Regions from separate parts of the Oryctolagus cuniculus genome. Here regions 1 and 3 are each linked to region 2. Evidence: chromatin contacts called from public Hi-C data. All regions are on one chromosome and are shown on one strand. The core of a region is the stretch at or near the end of the contact, and the rest is flanking DNA. Distances in the headings are between cores, read along the strand shown. Region 1 overlaps CBX5 (chromobox 5). Region 2 has its middle 8.0 kb from the start of GPR84. Region 3 holds the start of CBX5 (chromobox 5).

What was found. Hi-C and Micro-C count contacts between places; a contact is called where the count stands out from the background.
Region 1: a contact with region 2 is called in a Hi-C map of embryonic fibroblasts, with 2.0 times the contacts expected there. The contact joins two enhancer-like sites. A contact is called at or near these places in 5 of 6 Hi-C or Micro-C datasets (ear pinna, embryonic fibroblasts, psoas muscle and 2 more).
Region 3: a Hi-C map of an unstated tissue shows a contact between it and region 2, with 1.8 times the contacts expected there. The contact joins the promoter of CBX5 here to the enhancer-like site in region 2. A contact is called at or near these places in 4 of 6 Hi-C or Micro-C datasets (embryonic fibroblasts, psoas muscle, skin fibroblasts and 1 more).

What each region holds. Positions count from the first base shown.
Region 1 is chr11:57,178,025-57,180,724 of mOryCun1.1, forward strand. CBX5 (chromobox 5) reads right to left here. Exons shown (of 5, transcript XM_008256569.4): 5 at 1-2,700. Among named protein-coding and RNA genes, the nearest start is that of TRNAK-CUU, 16 kb to the left of the region's middle. Within about 2 kb of position 1,412, at least 2 of the 8 cell types and tissues checked have an H3K27ac peak or open chromatin away from gene starts, as enhancers often do.
Region 2 is chr11:57,287,706-57,290,405 of mOryCun1.1, forward strand. No RefSeq gene overlaps it. Among named protein-coding and RNA genes, the nearest start is that of GPR84, 8.0 kb to the right of the region's middle. Within about 2 kb of position 1,341, at least 8 of the 8 cell types and tissues checked have an H3K27ac peak or open chromatin away from gene starts, as enhancers often do.
Region 3 is chr11:57,215,572-57,218,271 of mOryCun1.1, forward strand. CBX5 (chromobox 5) reads right to left here and starts at 1,306. Exons shown (of 5, transcript XM_008256569.4): 1 at 989-1,306. The coding sequence starts at 1,306. HNRNPA1 (heterogeneous nuclear ribonucleoprotein A1) reads left to right here and starts at 1,659. Exons shown (of 11, transcript XR_011380076.1): 1 at 1,659-1,799; 2 at 2,362-2,478.

The DNA of each region.
Region 1 (2,700 bases), core at 162-2,661, 110 kb before region 2:
AGAACTGCTTTTACGAAGCTTGCCAAAGAACTCCGCGCTTCAGTAACCTTCCAGAACAGGTACTCTCACTCCTGGGGCCCTGCCACCCAAAACCTGGTCAGCTTTGTCACCCGGGCACAGACCCCCCACCTGTGTGTGGTCATGGGGGCGGGGACCGGGAACCTTCCTGACTGACCCCCACGTACTTCCTCACCAGGAGACTCCTCCCCAGACCGCGGGAGACTGGGGACACCGGAGACCGCAGGGGGATGAGTATTTCGGGGAGAGGTTCCTACGCAACGGACCCAAGTCCCTGCTTAGAAACCACACTCCTGCAACACTGAACAAAACTGCACTGGCCACAGGGAGACGAATGGGGCGTCAACACGGGGGTCCAGGCAGTCTTCTAGGGCGATTCTGGTCACGCACAGCAAAGCACGCCCGTTTCAGACTTCTAGTCAGCCTCACGCTCACGTCTCCAGAAGGGGCGAGCGCCTCTGATGGAATGTCTACAGGGCACAAATGCCGCTGCAGAACCCGCCGTGTCCAGAGCCGACCCACAGCATGGTTCGCACTTGCCCTAAGCCATGACCAACTCCACCGCTCAGCACTTCGGCAGAGTCCGCACCAGGGACACGGGCTGTTAACTCCTGCTCGGTGGTTCTCTCCCAGTAGTAATGGCATTTCTAACTAATCCTCAGCTATATTTATTTTCTGGAATATAACGAGTCTTGTTGTTTCTATGGCCAGCTGGCTTTCATCCAAGGTCACAGGTCTCTTCTGAGTAGCCACCAATTAATGTCACTCTTCTCCTCTAGGGCCAGAAGCCACACACACAGCAGCCGGCTGTCTCCGTCCCCACAGACGTGGGTCCACGCACCCACGTGCAGCATTCACGCCAGCATTTGGCTGGCCAGTGCACCCCGCACCAGCACAGAAACTCTGCTGAAGGCAGCCACGGTCTTTTTGAACTCTGTATCCCCTGCCCAAATGTTTGCTGAGTAACCCCACTGCTGATGTACATGAATAGGGCTAGGATTCGAACGTCTCCACACAAACTGGGTAGAAAGAACACCCAATTCAGGGCACCTGCTTCTGTCTATAAGGCTGGTAACATTTCTCATTTTTGCAAGCCACTTTTTTTTTTAAAAAAAGAGAACAAATGTTATGGTCAGTAGTGAAGCCATCACGAAGCTGCACACACTGACTCAGGCCTTTCCTTGCCACAGGCACACGTGCTGGGCTGGTTACGACAGCAGGGACCTCGGGACTGGCTTTCACTCTAGACATCTAAGCCAGAAGGCTGCATGGGGTCACAGACCCAAATGAACTTCCTCTTTAACCTCATTTGTAAGTTTCCTCATTTCAAATGAGGCACTCGTGCCATTGCAAAACAGTCTTAGAAGCCCTTGAATTTGAACCCTAAGGGCAGGCAGACACAACTGCTCCCTGGGCCAAACACAGATTCCTTTGACTTCCCAGCATCTCTGGAGTGAGCTAGGCCCAGAGAGCCAGCAAAAGCTTCAGATAAAAATCTTCCAAACTCTGCCCAGTGGCAAAGGCAGAGTAACGGCCTGAGCTGTGGCGACAGCAGCAACCTCGATGGACAACAGGCAGCATCGTGCAGCTCTGCCTCGGGGACTGCCAAGACCATCCAGACTCCTGACGGCAGGAGGAGCACACGTCCCGAGGCTCCTAGAGTGGCCCAAAATTGGACTGCAGTTTGCAAAAGGAGAAAACACAGCTGCCCCCAGTTTCAGAACGGGTGCTTCTGTCCCAGGGGGACTCTACTGGGAAGAGAGACCGCTAATGCAGAGCAGGGTTTTTAGAAAGACGCTGTGAAAGAGGCCTACCACAGGAGAAGTCTCTTGAGGACTGGAGACCCTAGGCACTGAAAGAGCGGTCCACCTGCAGCCACCAGCTCCGCAGAGAGGCAGTTCTCGCAGGGTAAGGCCAGCTCTGCAGTGCTGACGGAGGCTCCCGCACGCATCTGGTCTCCTGTGTGCTGAAGGCTGGATTTAGTATCAGCCTCTGGCTTCCTGTGTTCCTGACGAATCAGCTGCGGGTAGGCAGGGGACAACAAAGCTTGTGTGGGTGGCACTCGGGTCATCATTTAATACACTGAGGGCAGAAAAAGGTGGGATGAAGAGAAACGAAGGGACTACTGGGGCTATCTTGGAAAAGATAATCAGATTTTGTTGAACGTCTTTAATGACACTTCTAACCATGGAGACTCTGCGTTCCACGCTTCTCAGGGCCAACCAATGTGCCTGTACCAATACTTCCAAGATCTTTGACCACGTGCTAAGATTTTTGGCTTTAAAAATAAGATCTCTGCAGCTTTTATGCCCACTGGCTACCGGGGGGGGGGGGGGCACTGTCATTTTCTCTAGCCGCAAATGAAGAAAGCCACATCCATGAGCTCCAGCCTGCCTTTGTCCTTTTCCTGTCCACCCTAATTGCTGTCCTTGAATACTCCTGGGACCAATCTGTTTTCTGGCCACCTTGCTTTCTTCTAGATGCCCATCAGGTTACGTACATGCAACTGGCCATTACCCAGCACTTGATCTAGGCCTTTAATTCCTTCAGAGAGCAAGGAGTACGGAGATTAAAAACTCCCGCCCACTTGAGGTACGGGGCACGGGCTCTCACCCCATCACATTACCATTCAGGAGGGTTTTCTCAGCTGACTTAAACCGAAAGCTTCATCGTCCCAGTCTG
Region 2 (2,700 bases), core at 91-2,590:
TGGCCTCCTTTCCCAGGAATCCAGACTGTGGCCTCTGGGGGGGTGGGGGAGAGTGTGTGCAGGGATTTCACATCTTCCTCTGCTGGCGGGCGGGCGGCGAGGGAGGTGACAGGCCAGAGAAACCTGCCTCTGAGTTTCCTGGCTCCTCTTCCCAAATCCTCAGCCACTGAGCTTGGGGTGGGGGTGGGTGGGGGACGGGTTGCTCCTCGTCTCCAGCACCCGCCCCCGCGCACTCCAGGGGCTGCACCCACGCCAGGAGGCCTGGAAAGTTCCTCCCCTCGCCGCCTGCACCCCGCTCTGCGGCAGAGCGCTGCGGTCCTGCCAGGGGCCCTCCCGGGCCCGTCCACCCCCTTCCTGATACCCGAAACCCCTTCCTGGCCTCCCGCGGCGCTCCCTGCCCCGGCTGAGGGTGGGGGGCTTTGGGAAAATGGCCCTGCTAAAAACAGGAGCCCCCCCTAGCTGCACACATCCCCCCCCCCCAGTGCTCCCTTATTTATCACCTCCCAAACCTCACCCTCAAACAAGCATAAATATTCCTAATTCCTGAAGGCCAACTCTGAACTCATAAATTTCACGGGGAGGTGAGCGAGGGGAGGAGTGGGGTCTCCGGGCCGGGGAGCGCGCTGCAGCCTGCGGCCTGGGGGAGGCGCTCGCCGCGTGCCCACGCGCGGGCCGAGGGGTCCCCGAGGCGAGGGGGAGCGGGAGCCGCTGTCCTCGCCGTCCCCTGGGGGGTGCGTCGGGCTCCCCCCCACACACCCCAGTGCGCCACCATCCTCTCTCCCTCTTGTCTCTGCCCCTTGCACAGCCATTGTCTGGACAGCCACGTCTCCTCTCCCACTCCGGCGGGGCGGCGAGGCGGCGAGGCGCGCAAAGCCCGCTCGGGCCCGGGCGCCGTCTCCTCAGCCTCCTCTCCCGGCCCTCAGACGGGCCCCTTCTCTCCTCAGCCCTCGCTCCCTCGCGCCTCTCCTCAGCCAGCCTTTTTTTTCTGTCACCCTGTGGCCCCCTTCGCCCTCCAGCCTCCTCTGCCCTCCCCGCACCCCTCAAACCCCCTCCTCCGCCCCGGTTCCCACCACTACCGCCACGGGACTCCCAGTGCCCCCTCCCAGCGGATGAAAGGGAAGGGAGGAGGGGGCTCGCGGGACAGGTAGAGGGAGGGCGGGAGGAGCCAGAGCGCGGGAGAGGGAGAGGGGAGGGGCCTCCTCACTCCCCAGCGGCGCCCCCCTCCCCGCCGCCCCCCACCCCGAGCCATAAATCAGAGCCACGGCGGCCTGGCCAATGGGAGAATGACTCGTAAATCGGCCTGTCAAGATCAGCCAATGAGAGGCAGCGTTAAATCAAGTCCTGTCAGCGCTTGGCCAATGAAAGGCCCTGGGCTGACCATAAATCTGCCTGTAAGAGACAGCGGGAGAGAGAGAGCGTGCGGGCGAGCGAGAGCCGCGGGGCGGGGGCCTGGGGCGGGGGGGGGGGGCGGGGGGGTGGGGGAGGGCGAGCGAGAGGAGGCGCTTAGTCCGGGAGAGGCGATCGCGGAGGTGCGAGCGCTGAAGACAGCCTGCAGGAGAGACGGACAGATGGAGAGGGACAAAGAGAAGCCGGGGGAGATAGCGTCACCGAGGCAGCGCTAGGCTCGGGCGGGAGACTGACAAAGAGACAGGCCCTGACTGTCACCCGGCGCGGGGCCCCTGGGCGCACCCACTCTCCTGCCCCTTCCCCTCAATCGCCCAGACCGAGAGTGTGGGGCCGCCATGGAGGGTGCGGAGGGAGGGGTTGCTTTCTCGCGGACATCTCAGACCGCACTGTTTCCGCTTGTGTCCTCTGAGTCATCTTTTCCAGCGGCCTGCGTTATTTTTTTTTCCGGTGACTGGTAACTGGGAAAGTCCTCCCTGCAGTCTAACCTCAATCCCTATTGCTGCACCTCTCTACTTGAGGAAGCTTTTGAAGTGCCCTCAAGGGATGTGAAACGGGATCCTCTCCACCACCCCCTTTCAGAATCTTAGAAAGCCAGGGTAGAAAGGACTTTCAGGGACCTTCTTGTCGCTTGATCCTAAATTTAACAAGGCAGCTGTTCTGTAGTGCTTACACACTTGTGGGCTGGCAGTGCCTGAGGTTAGACTGTCCACAAACCATCCCCAGCTGGCCCACCTCGGGAAGATGCCATGTTCTCATTGTGTCTCAGAGGTAGCACGTAGCCTGGCACTGGGCGTTTGTGTGCTAGGAGTGCACAGTGCCTGCCGTTTGTGTAGATGCAATGCAGGCCCCCCCCCACGCCCCGGGGTCCACAGAGCTAACTGGCCGTGCCCTGCAGTGCTCCTGGGGTGCTGCCTTGGGAGCCCCAGCTTGAGCCCTTGTAGACTGCTGGGGTTTTGTGGAGGGCGAACGCGCCGGCCCGTGGGCATTCCCTGGGCCTGGAAATGGGTTGCATGTGACGATATCCATCTGTCCGTCGAGTGATTTCTGCCCGTGTTTGGGTCTCTCCAGATTTTACTTTGTTCTCCCAGACCCTGGACTTGGGGCCTTGAAACGGACAGCAAGGGTCACATCAGCATGACTCAAATTCCAGCCCCAGCACCGCCCACCCTGCTCCCGTCCGCGCCCCACCCCATCCTACTTTCTTCCTAAGCACTGAAGGAAAGGGGAGGGTGCGGCTCCCTGGGTGTCCGATCCCTGGTCGGAGTCTCTGGACTCCCGGCCCTGCCAGCACCT
Region 3 (2,700 bases), core at 56-2,555, 72 kb before region 2:
TCATTTTTTATTTTATTTTAATCACAAATCGTCACCCCTGTAAAGATTAAACACGGGTCTATTGGAAACCCAGCCTGCCTCGGCCCCGGCGTCGGCAGAAGCAACACACTCCGGACAGGGGCAGGATTCTGAAACTTTTCTGCGGGCCTACGAACACCTTTGTGTCCGCAGAAACAGGCATCCTGAGGTCGCCTTGCCGTACAGTACACAGTGATTTCTCTCATTCGCTAACACTCAGTCCGTCTTCCTAAAACAAGTTCTCTAAATCGAAAGCCCTGCTCGGGTTTCCCCCAAACTCAATGTGGTGGATGCTGGGATGCCCCGACGTGGAGAGCGATGCCAAGCTGCAGCACCCAGGACCAAATTTACGCTTCCGCTACCAAAGAGGTGCACCGGGCGGGGGGCTTCGCAGAAGTCGTAGGGGGGAAAAACCCACCCCCGCACGCCATCACGACCATTGAATCTCCTTCCTCCCCACCCTTTCCCACCAAATCGAAGACCTCCCCGTCCTGGAGAGCCTATTGGACGACCTGTCCGAGAGGCTTCCTTGGGCCGCCCGCCTACTGGCTCCAGATTTGGTCCATCCACTTGAGGGCCCAACTCCCGCCTTCCCCGCTGGAGTCAAACCCACGGCCCCTCGGAGAAGCCCAACCTACCGCGCGCTTCGCGCTCATTGGCTCGGCGGGACGCTGCTCAGGAAGGGAAAACCCGCCTCCCACATTCCGATGGCCCAAAGGCCGATCAGTCGGCAGCTCGAGGTAGACCCAATTGGCCTAGACACGCGCCAGTCAAACGCCTCGGCGGCACAGCTCCACACAACCTACAGGGATGGAATATCCCGCCCCCTGTTCTTCTATTGGTTGGCCCAACCCACCGCTGCCCCTTGACTATCCCCCCACCCCACGGTCCATTCATTTCACACAATAACGGGCCCAACTGGAGCCGGTCCAAGGCCTTGTACAGGTAGACAAGACTCTCTGCCACTTACCCGGGATCGAGAGTGATCACACACCCTAACGTCTGCCCCGTTCCTCTGTGCTGAGGCCGCACCACAAGCCACCGCTGCTGCTGCCTTCTGCGCAACGCCAACCGCCCGCCAAAACGGATCCTTCCCTGCGCCTGCGCAACCAATCCTGGGCCCGGACCCTTTCTCCGCCCACAACGCCTGCGCAAAGCAGCGCGCAACTCCCGCCACTACGCAGGCGCCGTAGGTTAACCGCCTTCTCCCGCCCGCCATTTCACGTGTTTCAAGCGGCGAGCGGAACTCTATAATGCGCATGCGCAAGATCGCCATTTTACTACACATGCGCTCAACAGGCGGTTGTTGAAAAAAACCGTCACATCTAACTACTTTTCTGCTGCTTGGTGTTAATAATGCTTTACCAAACAAATAGGATATATAATTTGGACTAGTAGAATGAAAAAAAAACGTTTAGACAGGCGAAGTACGTTCAAAAATGAATGATTGTTCAGTTAGCCAATCAGGCTGGCTAAGAATAAGATTGCTCGAGGACCAATGGGGTCCGAGGGGTGGAGACTGCGCAGAACGCCCTAACGGTGACGTACGCAGCAGTGCGGCGCCATACACCAATAGTAGAGGGAAGCGATTTCAAATGTCCAATCAGAGCGAGGCAGGGGTGGAGTCTGCCAATGTCGAAAGCGAGGAGGCGGGATAAAAAAGCGAGGCCGAAGGTAGGCTGGCGGATACGTTCGTTGGCTTACTCCTTTCTGCTTGCGGACGCCGCCGAGGAAGCATCGTCGAGTTCTCTCTTCCCACCGCCGTCATGTCGAAGTCAGAGGTGAGGAGCTCCCCTTTTCTAACGTAGTTCTCCCCCTCGTCTCCCTCTTCGAGTCCAGTAGGGGCGGTTTCTTTGCCCGCAGCAACCTTTTCGGCAGTTTGCTCGGTCGCGGCCAAGGCCTACCCCTCCCAAAGTTCAAGTCGCCATTTTGTCCTCGTCGTCGCCATGAGGTTGCGGGCCGCTAGCCCCTCGATAATCACTCCGGGGTCGGCGTCGGGGCAAAATCGTTAGCCATATGGCGATTTAGGTTCAATTTTGTCCCGGCGAGCGGGTTTTAAAAAAGCCTTGATGCCCCTCACGGCGATGTCCCCCTCCCGCGCGGACCTTTTGTTGCGCGCGTGCGTCTGGAGGGAGCGGAGCGGCGCATGCGCTGGAGGCTCCCCAGCCCCCAACGGGCCGCCTCCCCTGATGAGGGGGAGCACGTGGCCCGCTTTGGACCGGAGCGAACAAAAAGTGCCGCCTTTGTGGGGGCCGAGTTGTGTTCCCCACCCCCCGCGTGGAAACGGGGTCGTGTGGTAGCCCGAATTTACAAGAGAAAAACCAATTTTGCTCTCCCGCCCAGTCGCCCAAGGAGCCCGAGCAGCTGCGGAAGCTCTTCATCGGAGGGCTGAGCTTTGAGACGACCGATGAGAGCCTGAGGAGCCATTTTGAGCAATGGGGCACGCTCACGGACTGCGTGGTAAGACTGGGGAGGGCCGGGAGGCGGGGCGTCGGCGGCTGTTCCTGCAGATTCTGTGCGAGGGCTTAAGATCCTAACGGGGCCTGAGTTCTGAGTTAGGAATGGCTCGTTTGTGGCTCTTCGGCCTGCTTTTTGGAAGTTGCGGGAGCGGGGAACAGGAGGACCGCCCTATAACCTCCTACGGGCCCGGGCCTTGTAATAAGCAAATTAACGCTGTCTCCA